Linked DNA regions of Cyprinus carpio: region 2 is linked to region 1. The links are chromatin contacts, called in public Hi-C maps. All regions are on one chromosome and are shown on one strand. The core of a region is the stretch at or near the end of the contact, and the rest is flanking DNA. Distances in the headings are between cores, read along the strand shown.

Region 1 (3,138 bases), core at 374-2,873:
CACTGCAGACATGTAGACATGGCCTGGGACAGTCTGACACACACTAATGAATAATTCATAACCCATTAGCTGAATTGGGAGCAGAGCTCAACAAGTGAATGTCCATGACCCCATGCATGGACTGAAACTAGTACTGTACATACATGGTTGTTTTCAGTCTCTATAGTGATACACTTTCATGTTTGCTTTCCTTCTTTTTGTGTTTGAGATTAACTTGTCGGGCTGATCAAAAAGGAAACCCATATGTGAAAGCTCACAAGCATTCTTCAAAAGCAGTCGGTATCTAAAATCACTGTCTATTTCTATCTCTGCTCTCAGCCCAACACAAGTAATGCATTTTGTACTATTTGATTACATGAAAGTCAAACCCTTATCTCTGCAAAGAAAAAATCAATCTTTTTAAGATGCATCGCTGCTTAGTGTCTTTAGTATTTTGTTGCTTTCTGAGATTTAACTTGCATGCATTGTTACTAAAAAGGTCAAATATGCATCACAACAAACGCTTTCTTTAAAAGATCCCTGTTACTTTACAACCAAACTGTAAAAGCAGCATCAGCATGGGTTTGTTTCATCTCTTTTCAGATTTCCCAGCTGCATCTCTTAATCCTCTCAATGGAATATATGGCGACTCCAATTTAATCCTCCTGCCATAAAGGAGATAGAAACCTAGAAACACTGCTTCCTGTAGGGTTTATATAATGAGCCAATGTTCTACACAAATTATGAAATGTATGGCTGTCATAATCATACTCACAGGGATGTTAACTAGACCAGTAGACCAGCATAGTACTGCAAAGCGCTGTCAGTTTATGAGGCATCCAGGGTTATATCTGTCACTATCTGACTGGACGCCTCATATTTAAAATAGATTTATAAAACACAGATTCTGCCATGCTGTCATGTGCACTCTTATTATATAATTGCTAAACCAATAAAAATGGTTTTCATTTGGTTTTCAAATGGCTTTAAGTTCAGTCAATACATGCCTTTATGTAGGCTATTGACAGTAGGAAATTATGAATCTATTTTTTTCTGCAGTGATTTGGCAAACAGAGGTTTGCATGTTGCCAGGTTGACACTTACCATTTATATTGGGCAAATTTATTTTATTTAACCTTTTATTTTTAATTGTCCATATTTTTATTAATCAAATTATTCTAGGCTATATTTAATAACAATGGTAACAGAAATCAAATATCAATGTAAAGCACAACACATACGCAGAAGTCACAAATCATGCAAGAAAAAAAACTACGAGATTTAGGCTACATATATGCAAAACATACAGGTAACAAAGCAATAAAGCGCTGTTTATTCCATCAGAACAATATGAATATCTTACCGTTATATGGAGGAGAATGTAGCCTATATCCCGCGCACACTTCACTTTCTCACACTGGGCTTCTCAAACTGAATTCCATCGTCTGGGACTATAATAAGTGATGCTTTCACTGCATCTTGTGTTTTATCTCCGACTGAGGAGAATATCCACTCGTTAAAAAGAAGTGTAATCAGAAACGTCACTGTTTTACATATTTTTATGAGCGGAGACGTTGTTTCAGTTCAGCAGCCGGTAATCCAAGTGCATCTAACTGGCGCTCATATCTCGCCGAGCATGTGGAGCGCGTGGGCTCCTCCTAGAATCACTGACAGCGGGCTCCATCTCGCTCAAAGACACACTGAGGCTGTGTTTTAAAATCTAGTGAGCTGCCTTCATAGACAACATTTTGAGCCTCGTAGAAACATTCCCAAAATAGGCTGTCTAGGTAGGCAGATTGTTTCGAGAATATATTAGCATTATATTATAGTCAGTGTGAAGATAATTCGGGGGGATTTTCTGTTGAGGCTCCTCTTGGTAAAACCATCATGCATTTTGGCGCGCACACTTAGAAAAAAAGTACTCAAGTTTTGGTATATTTATGATTTAAAACACACACACACACACACACACACACACACACACACACACACACACACTAATGTGATAATGGCTTATGAAGTAATATCACACAGGTAAGATATAGTTCTTAATTTCGCTGAAAATTTTGTTTACAAGTTTATATATATGTGTGTGTGTGTGTGCGTGTGTGCGTGTGTGTGGGTGTGTGTGTGTGCGGGCGTGTTTTTGTGACATATCAGGACACAAATTTGTATAATAACAAGGGTATAACATAGGTATTACAAGGAGAAGGTGACTTTTCAGGACATTACTCCATGTCCCCACTTTTTCAAAACGCATAGAAATCACACAGAATGGAGTGTATTGAAAATCTGAAATAGCACAAAGTTTCCTGTGAGGGCTAGGGTTAGGTGTAGTGTTAGTGTAGGGCGATAGAATATACAGTTTATACAGTATAAAAACCATTACACCTATGGGATGTCCCCACTTTTCACAAAAACAAACGTGTGTGTGTGTGTTATTTTTGATTTATTACCAGCTCTTTATTCCAATTTGTTGAAACCTGTCGACTGACAACAGTCCCACATAAAACAGCAGTTTTAAACCTCATTTAATAGAATGAAGTGGCCGTTTGCACAGAACAGTAGAGAGGAGAGTTCACAAAACGCATTTTTTTAAAGTTAAATGCAACCTTCTTGCGCGAGACGCTGAAAAAGCAGAGAGATGCGGCACAACAGTCAAACATGTCCATCTAGCACAGTTAACCCACCATAATTTGAACCCTGATTGCCGTATTATATACAGTATAGGGTACATGTAGGCAATTACTTAAATAACAATATGAACTGCTTAATATTGGCATATACTACTTGTTGTTTATTGCCATGTTCACTGAAGAGTAAGCAAAAATTCTAATAATAATAGGCTAATAGTATAAATAATAGTATTTTAAGACAAAAGGCATTTTATGATTTTGTTTATGCAGGTTTTGTTTTTATAAGATTAAAGTTTTGCAGTAATTTTCCAATAAGCACAACAATTGTTGCTGGAGCTAAATACTCTCATTGAAAAGGATGTGGTCATAAAGGCCACCCAAATCCCTGAGCCCGCAGAGCAGAAAAATGCAGAATGTCCGTACTGCAATTTATTGTTTTCCTTAAGTAAGGAGAATGGATTTGTTACAGAGAACGTATTCCCATACTGACTGTTCCAATTACAATGGAGATTTTTATGTGAAG
Region 2 (3,138 bases), core at 324-2,823, 46 kb after region 1:
TAAAATTGATGGTATTTTGTTTATATAAAAATACATTAAAGGTTTTGAATAATTATGTTTTTTAAACAAGTCTCTAATGCTCACCAAGGCTGCATTAGTTGATAAAAAAATACAGTATAAACAATAAAACTGTGAAATATTATTACAATTTAAAATATCTGTTTACTATTTCTGGTGTCACATGCTGCTTCAGAAATCATTCTGATATGCTGATTTGATGTTCAAGAAGAATTTCTAATTATTATTGTTGTTGAAAATAGTTTTTGCTGCTTGATGTTGTTTTGGAAACCTTTTTTCAGATTCTTATTCTGATGAATAGAAAGTACAAAAGAACATAATTTTTTAATAGAATTCATTTGGAATGCTAAAAAAGCCCTTATTGTAATTTTAACCCAAACCTCTGAAAGATACAGAAGTGCATAACAGATTTCACAAAAAAAAAAAAAAATGTTAAGCTGTAAAAAACATTTTTAACATTGATAATAAAAAAGCACCAATTCAGTATATTAATAATTTCTGAAGGACATAGGAGGCAATAGCTGCTAAAACAATACAGTCATGCAATCACAGAATTAAATTACATTTTAAAATATATTAAAATAGAAAACAGTTATTTTAAATTGTAATAATATTTTACAATATTTCAGTTTTTACTTTAGTTTTGATCAGATAAATGCAGCCTTAATGGGCATTACAGACTTCTTTCAAAAACATTAAAAACCATAATTATTCCATAATTCTTTTATTGTTATGACCTGTAGTGTTTTTATATACAATTTCAAGTAAAAAAAAAATACTCAAAATACAAAGTTCATGACTTATAATATATATATAAATCAACATTATTGTTGCTATGTAAAACAAATCAATCAGGAATTTTTATTTCAGTGGAGGAAGTTTGTGCATTGATGGAGGGGCTTACTTTTTTGTTTGGGTGGGGAATCGCATGAAGTGTGAAAGTTCAGAAATGGGCGGAGCAGAGACGCCATTTGAAGGAGGGGTTTCTTGAAACAGTATTACCTTCAGAGACTGTCATTAACCCATAAACTCCTCCTTCTTCATCAAGTCTGGAACACACACCCCTAGAATAAGGGTCTTGCACCTTCAGGGTCCCGTAAAAACCCCTGGCTGATTGTGTTTGCTGCCCACTGACCACCACAGGCCCTGATCAGGGAGGGGCAGAGAGAAACGACGTCCCACCATTCTCTGTGTGTTTGCGTGTAGCTTCAGGCCACAGGATTCCACTCCTTCCTTCGTCTGTGTTTTTTCCAGACCTGACAGGCAGGCTGAGGCACTGCAGGAGTGAGAGAAAAAGAGAGTGAGAAAGGGGAGATGGGGGGTGGGGGGGCTCAAGATGTCTGTGGAAAATGAATCACAGAGGCTGACTCAAGGGAGAAGGAGAAAGAGACGAGAAACACATCTGGACAAAAAAGGGGAGCAAGAAAGGAAAACTTTCACAGACACATCTTACTTTCCATTTTTCAGTAGATATGTGTCTTTTATGCCTTAAAAGTTTGTAATCATTAGTTTAGTAGCATTTACAGATTTTGTTCAGCAAAACGTGTGCCAAGTTTTATTGTTCAGCTCATCTAGACTCTGCAATTGAGTTGAGATCCCTTCCATTACTATAAGAAGCAGTCTGGAATCTATAGTCTAAACATTCGGACGGAGTTACAGACATCAAGCTCTCCTCGCCATCATCGGGTTCCTTTAATGTCATGTTTTTCAAGGCTGCAGACTGCTATGTAAAATACTAGCCATCCTCCAAAATAACAGATAGAACAGCACTGCAAGCTTCAGCTGCCAATGCCCAAATCTCTCCGGCTCGCCACACATGTCATTAACTGTTTTTTCTTTCCTCTTCCTTTTCTTAGTGGAGGTGTCTGCTGCTCAGTGCAGTAAGGTCATGAAAATCTTTGTCTTCAGCCACGTCATCTACTGCTGAGAGAGCTGAGAGACGTGTAAAGAAGCTACTTTTTTTATATTATTGTATCAGTTTGGGAATCTTATTTGTGTATATTAAAAGATAGATAGATAGATAGATAGATAGATAGATAGATAGATAGATAGATAGATAGATAGATAGATAGATAGATAGATAGATAGATAGATAGATAGATAGATAGATAGATAGATAGATAGATATACAGACAGACAGACAGACAGACAGACAGACAGACAGACAGATAGATAGATAGATAGATAGATAGATAGATAGACAGACAGATAGATAGATATACAGACAGACAGACAGACAGACAGACAGACAGACAGACAGATAGATAGATAGATAGATAGATAGATAGATAGATAGATAGATAGATAGATAGATCATTTTCATTAACTTTTTTTGCAAGTAAGTCACAGTAAAGATATTTTTAATGTTATATTATTGTATTGTTCAAAAGATGTTCTATTTCAAATAAATGTTGTTCTTTTGAACCTTCTATTCCTCAAAAAATTATGAAAAATATACATTTTACACATAATATTAAGCAGCATAACTGACACTGCAGACCAGCGTAGTGACTGCTTAAAAAAAATCACAGGAATAAATTACATTTTAAAACATACTTAACTAGACAACAGCTATTTTAATTGTAATACTACACTCTTAAAAATAAAGGTGCTTAAAAGGCTCTTCACAGCGATGCTGTGCTATCTGCTTACCCCCAGGGCCACCTATCTCTCAAATGGACCATTGACACTCTGTCTACAATCTCAATTAGGAGTGTCTACTTGAGAGATAGGTGGCGGTAATGCATTTATAAGTCTGCTATCCGCCATAAAGCAAGAAGAAGAAGAAGACGTCAGGCACCGGTAGGGATCATAGACAGTAAAAGAAATGGAAACAGTGACCCCGTTGGATTCAACGGAGACAAGTGAAGTCAATTAGGAGCACGCACTTCCTGGGGGTCGAGCGTACTGCACAGACTCAAACTCAGCTTGATTACGTAAATGTCACGTGAGCAACCTGTCTGACAATTGTATGTCTTCTAATCGCTGTGCCAAGAGAAATCTGAATCACCCACCAAATCTTGCAGACGTTGTTGAATAATTTTGTCTCGTTGCTTTTATGGGCTCTCTATGGGCTTCTCGCTTGACTTTATGCCTCCACGTCCCCCCGATACCCTCATA

Evidence for each region. A called contact is a pair of places that touch in the nucleus more often than the background predicts.
Region 2: a contact with region 1 is called in a Hi-C map of red blood cells, with 2.7 times the contacts expected there. The contact joins the enhancer-like site here to the promoter of LOC109083203 in region 1. A contact is called at or near these places in 2 of 8 Hi-C or Micro-C datasets (liver and red blood cells).

What each region holds. Positions count from the first base shown.
Region 1 is chrB19:14,426,497-14,429,634 of ASM1834038v1, forward strand. LOC109083203 (calcitonin gene-related peptide type 1 receptor-like) reads right to left here and starts at 1,624. Exons shown (of 17, transcript XM_042745057.1): 1 at 1,343-1,624.
Region 2 is chrB19:14,472,673-14,475,810 of ASM1834038v1, forward strand. No RefSeq gene overlaps it. Among protein-coding and RNA genes, the nearest start is that of LOC109046615, 15 kb to the left of the region's middle. Within about 2 kb of position 1,574, at least 5 of the 8 cell types and tissues checked have an H3K27ac peak or open chromatin away from gene starts, as enhancers often do. A contact at or near this core is called in liver, where this site is marked.